2 separate regions of the Lactuca sativa genome follow, and region 1 is linked to region 2. A link is a contact called in public Hi-C data. All regions are on one chromosome and are shown on one strand. Each heading gives the region's core, a stretch centred on a gene start, on an enhancer-like site or on the middle of the called end of the contact. The rest is flanking DNA. Distances are from core to core; before and after follow the strand shown. Region 1 holds the start of LOC111895526 (MDIS1-interacting receptor like kinase 2-like). Region 2 holds the start of LOC111895529.

Region 1 (3,088 bases), core at 198-2,697, 160 kb before region 2:
GTGCGATAAAAACCTAATATGGAGAATGTATGTGATTACACGAACGTTTGAATTTGATGTTTTACTGATAATAGATTATCTTGATGTTGAATCGATCATAATCTCCTTTTGAAACCCTACGTGAATGATCAGAAAATCAACGATGTTTGGCCATGTTCAGTGATGGAGAATGGAGACAATCCTTTATCCAAGAGGAGAGAGAGAGAGAGGCGATGATGCGGTGGTTCTAATGACGGCAATGGCCTTGATCTCTATGGTGGTGTAGTTTCAGAAGAGTGTTGGTGGTTGGGTTGGGTAGATGGATAATTTTTTAAATATATTTTTAATTATAAAATATTTAGTGGTTCTGAAATGTTCTCGATTTTCTCTCATATATATATATATATATATATATATATATATATATATATATATATATATATATATATATATATATATATATATATATATATATTTTGAGAGAGAGAGGGGTAGGCAGGGACATGGATGTTTAGGCCTTCTCTTATTTTTTTAATTAGTAAAATATTAAAATAAAAAGATATAATAGTCATTTCAATTTTTGAATGGATAAAAAAAATTCTACAAAGTTTGAGGGTTTAGACAAGTTTCCTGCAACAAAAAATTACGAACCACCATAGGACCATTTTTTAAGTGTTATCCATAAATTATAACAAAAAAATGTCTCTATACCCTTTCATTTAAATGGTCAAGGTCAGAAGACTTTTGACATTTTATTGGACTTTTCACACCTGGACCCTAGACTTAATTGTAAGCCACAAAATAACCCCACACATTCAGTTACAAAGCAATCTCTTTTGTTGTTATATCTTTGATCGTAAAAAATATGAACGATGTTTTATTGTGATATTATAATTGTAATTATGAAATGTTCAATTTTAGTTTTTGGGCTTTTTGTCCCATATCTGGTGTAAATGACACCAACGATAAGTTAGGTAGTCTTTTTTTTTTACTTGAATGACATGTACGTAAATTTTAGTGACGTCAAGGATCATGTCATTGTTATAAACTTATACATAAAACAAATTTAAGTCAATTATAAATAGGAATAGAAGAAGACCTGAGAAGACAAAGTTCATCAACAAAATATAAATGCATTTCAAACATTTCAGTGAAGACGAAGACCATAAGGAGAATACCCACACGTTGGTCTCCACTCTCCTCTTACCAACTATGTCTTATTTTTCTATTTTAGAAGGGTATTTTTGTCATTTTAAAATGTCACAGTCATTCAAACATTTTTGACTGGATTTAAAAAATATACTATATATGAAACTGATTGAATAGCTTGGATGCATTTGGATGACACGTTTGAAGTGTTATTAATATGATTATTGACCCCCAATATGAGTTCACATGTATAGTACAAATTTGTCCTATTTATTACCTATCATTGACGAGTTAGAAAAAGCACTATAAAATATTATGAGCATGAAAAAGCTTCAACAAAACCCAAACCATTCATGGCAACATTTAAAAAAAACATTATGAATCTGCTCCTTTATATTGCCTTACTTTCTTTTCTGCCATTAAAGACCATATCAACATCAACAACACAAGCAGAAGCTCTTGTTAGATGGAAGCGTACCTTATTATCATCATCATCATCTTCTTCTGATGCTTTGCTGAATTCATGGTCTTCAAGAAACATTCAGAACGTCTGCAACTGGACTGGTATTGTCTGCAATGAAGGTGGTCTGGTTTCCAAAATTACCCTCCAAAATTCATCTCTTTCTGGAACACTAACAGAATTTGAGTTTTCTTCATTCCCAAATTTTACTCACTTTGATTTAAGCAATAACAATGTTGGTGGGTCGATTCCATCTTCCATTGGCAACCTCTCCAGCATCATGTTCTTGGATTTGAGCTCAAATAATTTCAAAGATGAAATCCCATCAGAGATTGGAAAGCTGACACACCTCCGATACCTTAATCTCACAGAGAATTTGTTTCAAGGTCCATTGCCCACGAGCTTTTACAATCTTTCAAACTTGAAACATCTAAGGCTAGGAGACAACCTTTTTTCAGGCCATATTTTACAGGATTTGGATTTGTTGTCCAATCTTGAAATTTTTGAATTGTATAATAATTCATTTGTAGGAAAGATCCCTTCTTCTATTGGTAAGCTTCAAAATCTTCGGGAGTTAGATCTCCACTCAAATCAACTCAATTCTTCAATTCCTTCTGAGCTTGGATTCTGTTCTAATCTCACATTCTTAGCACTAGCTAACAACTCTCTTTCCGGGGTATTGCCTTTGTCTTTATCAAATCTGACAAAGATTTCTGAACTTGGTATCTCTGAAAACAATCTTTCTGGTGAGATTTCTTCTGATTTCATCACCAATTGGACTCAATTGGTCTCCTTGCAGCTTCAATTTAATCTTTTCAGTGGGGAGATCCCACCCGAGATTGGGCTCTTGACAAATCTCAGGATTCTCTTTCTGTACAATAACAATTTCACAGGGCCCATACCTATGGAGATTGGGAACTTGGAAAACCTTGAGATGTTGGCTCTTTCAAGAAACCAACTTTCAGGTTCAATACCTTTAACCATTGGAAACTTGGCAAACCTTCAAACCATGCAGTTCTCCGGCAATAATCTCAGTGGAACAATTCCACCGGAGATCGGAAACTTGACTTCATTGCTTAAACTTGAACTCAACAGCAACCGATTGACTGGACAGTTGCCTGTTACTCTCTCTAAACTTACTAACCTTACTGATCTTTCTCTGTTTGAGAATGATTTCTGGGGAGGTATTCCAGCAGAATTAGGGAAGAACAATCCTTTTCTGATAAATGTTAGATTAGGAGACAACAGTTTCTCTGGAGAACTACCTTCTGAATTGTGTAGTGGTTTTCAGTTTGAGGTGTTCACTGTGAATGGCAACAATTTCACGGGGTTGTTACCGGATTGCATAAGGAACTGCACAAGGCTGCATCGGATCAGACTGGATGGAAACAGCTTCTCTGGGGACATTTCACAAACACTTGGTGCTGCGCACTTTAATCTCTCATACATAGATGTTGGTGGTAATCAGTTTACAGGTGAAATCAGTCCCCGGTTTGGAAA
Region 2 (3,132 bases), core at 619-3,118:
ATCTATTACAGTTGGATTATAAGTTTTTTGGTATGTAAAGTTAATTAATATGTCATAATTGAAGTGTGACATCTATACTCTTGGACTATAAGCTTTTTGATATGTAAGGTTAACTAATAATCTAATATGTCACAATTTTGAAGTGTGTTCGACATGTTGGTGTAGATGGTCTTATAGCATCCAAAATAAAACATGGTGTCATAATAAGAGATTTCTTTGGTCAACCTTTTCCAGTAATTAGCATAAAATAAAAAAAGCTTATAAGATCTCCAATAAAGATTTTTCAATTTGCTTGTTTATGTATTTGCATAATTTGTAAATTGGTTGACAATCTACCGGATACACCACAACTATTGAAAGTACCCACGACAAGAGCTTGTAAATTTACAAAAATCTTTCTTTATTTAATATATTATCAAAAATGCTTCACAACAACAAAACCAAAAAATAATAATAATAATAATAATAAATAAAAAAAATCCATACAGCATTCACACAGAATGTTCATTTAAAATTAGCAATTAAAATACTTATAAATATTTAAAATTAAGCTCTATATCAATATAAATAGTTTAAAAGGCTAATTGATAGCTTTTTAATTAAAAAAAAAAAATTAAAAGACTAACATTTAATTTTTCATGTTCAAGACGTTTGATAGCCTCTTATGTCTTAAACTCTTAATTATTCATAACCCTCTTAATTGTTAAGAGAGTGAATGTATATGAATAAAAAATATCATAATTTTTCATCAAATGTTTTTTCTTCTTTTCTTTCTATTTCACATGGCAGATTGACATTTCCAACCATTTAAAAATTCAGATTAACAACATATACCCTAAGTGTTAGTTTGATATGATAGTGTATTTGACTTCTGATGATTGTAGTTTACATTAATGTCCTTATTCTTTTAATTTCAGATAATTACATACAAGCGAACATCCCATATATGAGTTTTATGAAGAAATGGTGAAACGATAACCTCAATGAAAAAAACAAAATATACTACTAGTATATAATAAAGTATTATTTAACACATGACCCACCACAACCCCCCACGCACACACAGTGTATGCACAAGATTCAACGCGACTTCACAAAGCTTCCCATCCTCACCACAATCCCATCGATATCGCGAACATATCCCACCTTCTGCCCCCATGCTTTATCCTCCGGCGGGCACACCGCCTCCGCCCCATTCTCCACCGCCCTCTGCAATTCAAACCGTCATATAAACAAATCCAAAATCTTATCATATATAAACACCAAAAAGGCAAATTAATTATCAGACAAACAGACAAACACCTTGTATGCAGCATCCACGTCTGCATAAGCAAAGCAAACCTCAAGTTGGTTCCTTCTGGTTTTCGATTTCTGTTCCTGAACTTCTCCGGTGAGATCATCCGTTTCATGTTGATGCACCGGCGTAAACGCAATTGTTGTCTGTCCGCTTTCTAGCTCACCCCATCTATCAACAACCAACCACGACATGTTTCATTTCGTGTCTGATTTCGATCCATTGATGAATTCATTACACCATATGCATAATAATCAAGAAATTATGGATCGATCCATTAATGAATTTGTTTATATACCTGTGGGAATCGTCCAAACGGCGAACAGGGTATCCGAATGCCTTACCGTAAAACTCGACGGATTTAGCAACATCCTTGACGTAAACCACCGTGTATGCGTAAGCCGGTTTCAGATCTGACGCCATTACGATCTAATTATGAGTTTTTTCGTTGTTTTGATTTGCGCTGAGTTTTAGAGAGACATGCAGAGAATGAGAGAAGGGAATTAAATCAATTGATGAAGATGGATCGGTACTGACTAGGATCCGGAGGACACGTAGCTGATTTCAACACACGTTGCTTTTAGTTATACATATTTTGTCTCTAAATGTTTTAAATTAAATATAGGGAAAAAAAACTTATAACGATAATTCAAAATCTTTCTAAAAAAATATCATTCAAGTTTAGTCTCTTCAATTACATCATTCAAATAAGATCATTGTATAAAAAACATCTTCGAACTACATATTTTGTTCAAATGTCACCATTATAATAATCGACATTTAACGAAGGAAACAAATATGAGAAAATGACTCAGGAGGGTAACTATGTTTCAAAATCGATCAAAAAACATCATCCATGTTTGGTCTGTTCAAAAACAACATTTAAATAAAGTCTTTGTACAAAAAACACCAACAAACTATATGTTTTGTTCAAATATTACCCATTGCTAACCAGCTCTTGTAGGTTAAATGATGATTTGACTTAACTATTAATATATGTCATAGTAATCAGTGACATGACATTAATTGATACAATCCTCTTTTAAAAATTGATTTAGGACTTCTTCATAAAAGAACAACAAAAATTTGTGAAAACAAGGGGATACATCTCCATAAATAGCTCAAGGAATGAAGATGCATAATAGTTGCAATACATTCTAGTGTAGTCATGACTTGTAGCCATGCAAGATGCAAACAACAACAAATACATTTCACCATATTACAAATTGACATACATATTTAAAAATATATATTGGTCTTGTTATACTATCCATAGCAAAACCTTTTATATATATATATATATATATATATATATATATATATATATATATATATATATATATATATATATATATATATATATATATTCAAAAAATGAATCATATAACCAAATAAATATATAGTAAAAGGACATGATAAAGCTTTCAGTTAAAGTTACCATTCGGTTGAGACAAACCCCCGAACTTTTTACCAAGATTAGTCTTTGTAGTTGATGTCCAAATTCGAGAAGGATGTCTATATCCACAAGGGTATGTATGTATCTTCAAATATTTTCTGTGTCTTTTTAAATGTGTAAGCTTGACTTGGTGATCATCGATTTAGTAGAAGAATAAACAATAAGAGGTGAAGAAGAAGTCATTCGTTCATGAAGAAACCCTAATTCGATTTATAAAAAAAGAAATATATCAATTAATGTCATATCACTAATTATCATGCCATGTCATAATAATTAGGCGAAATCATCATTTAACCTGCAAAAGTCGGTTACTAGTGAGTAACATTTGAAAAAACATATAGTTTGTTGGCGTTTTTTGTACAAAGACCTTACTTAGATGGTG

What was found. Hi-C and Micro-C count contacts between places; a contact is called where the count stands out from the background.
Region 1: a contact with region 2 is called in a Hi-C map of seed, with 9 times the contacts expected there. The contact joins the promoter of LOC111895526 here to the promoter of LOC111895529 in region 2. A contact is called at or near these places in 4 of 4 Hi-C or Micro-C datasets (bud, leaf and seed).

Annotation. Positions count from the first base shown.
Region 1 is chr5:357,944,319-357,947,406 of Lsat_Salinas_v11, reverse strand. It overlaps LOC111895526 (MDIS1-interacting receptor like kinase 2-like), which reads left to right and starts at 1,447. Exons shown (of 2, transcript XM_023891613.3): 1 at 1,447-3,088. The coding sequence starts at 1,482. It overlaps LOC111895522 (a long non-coding RNA gene), which reads right to left and starts at 361. Exons shown (of 2, transcript XR_006183849.2): 1 at 1-361.
Region 2 is chr5:357,789,643-357,792,774 of Lsat_Salinas_v11, reverse strand. It overlaps LOC111895529, which reads right to left and starts at 1,868. Exons shown (of 3, transcript XM_023891617.3): 1 at 1,593-1,868; 2 at 1,303-1,465; 3 at 900-1,209. The coding sequence starts at 1,717. The coding sequence ends at 1,081.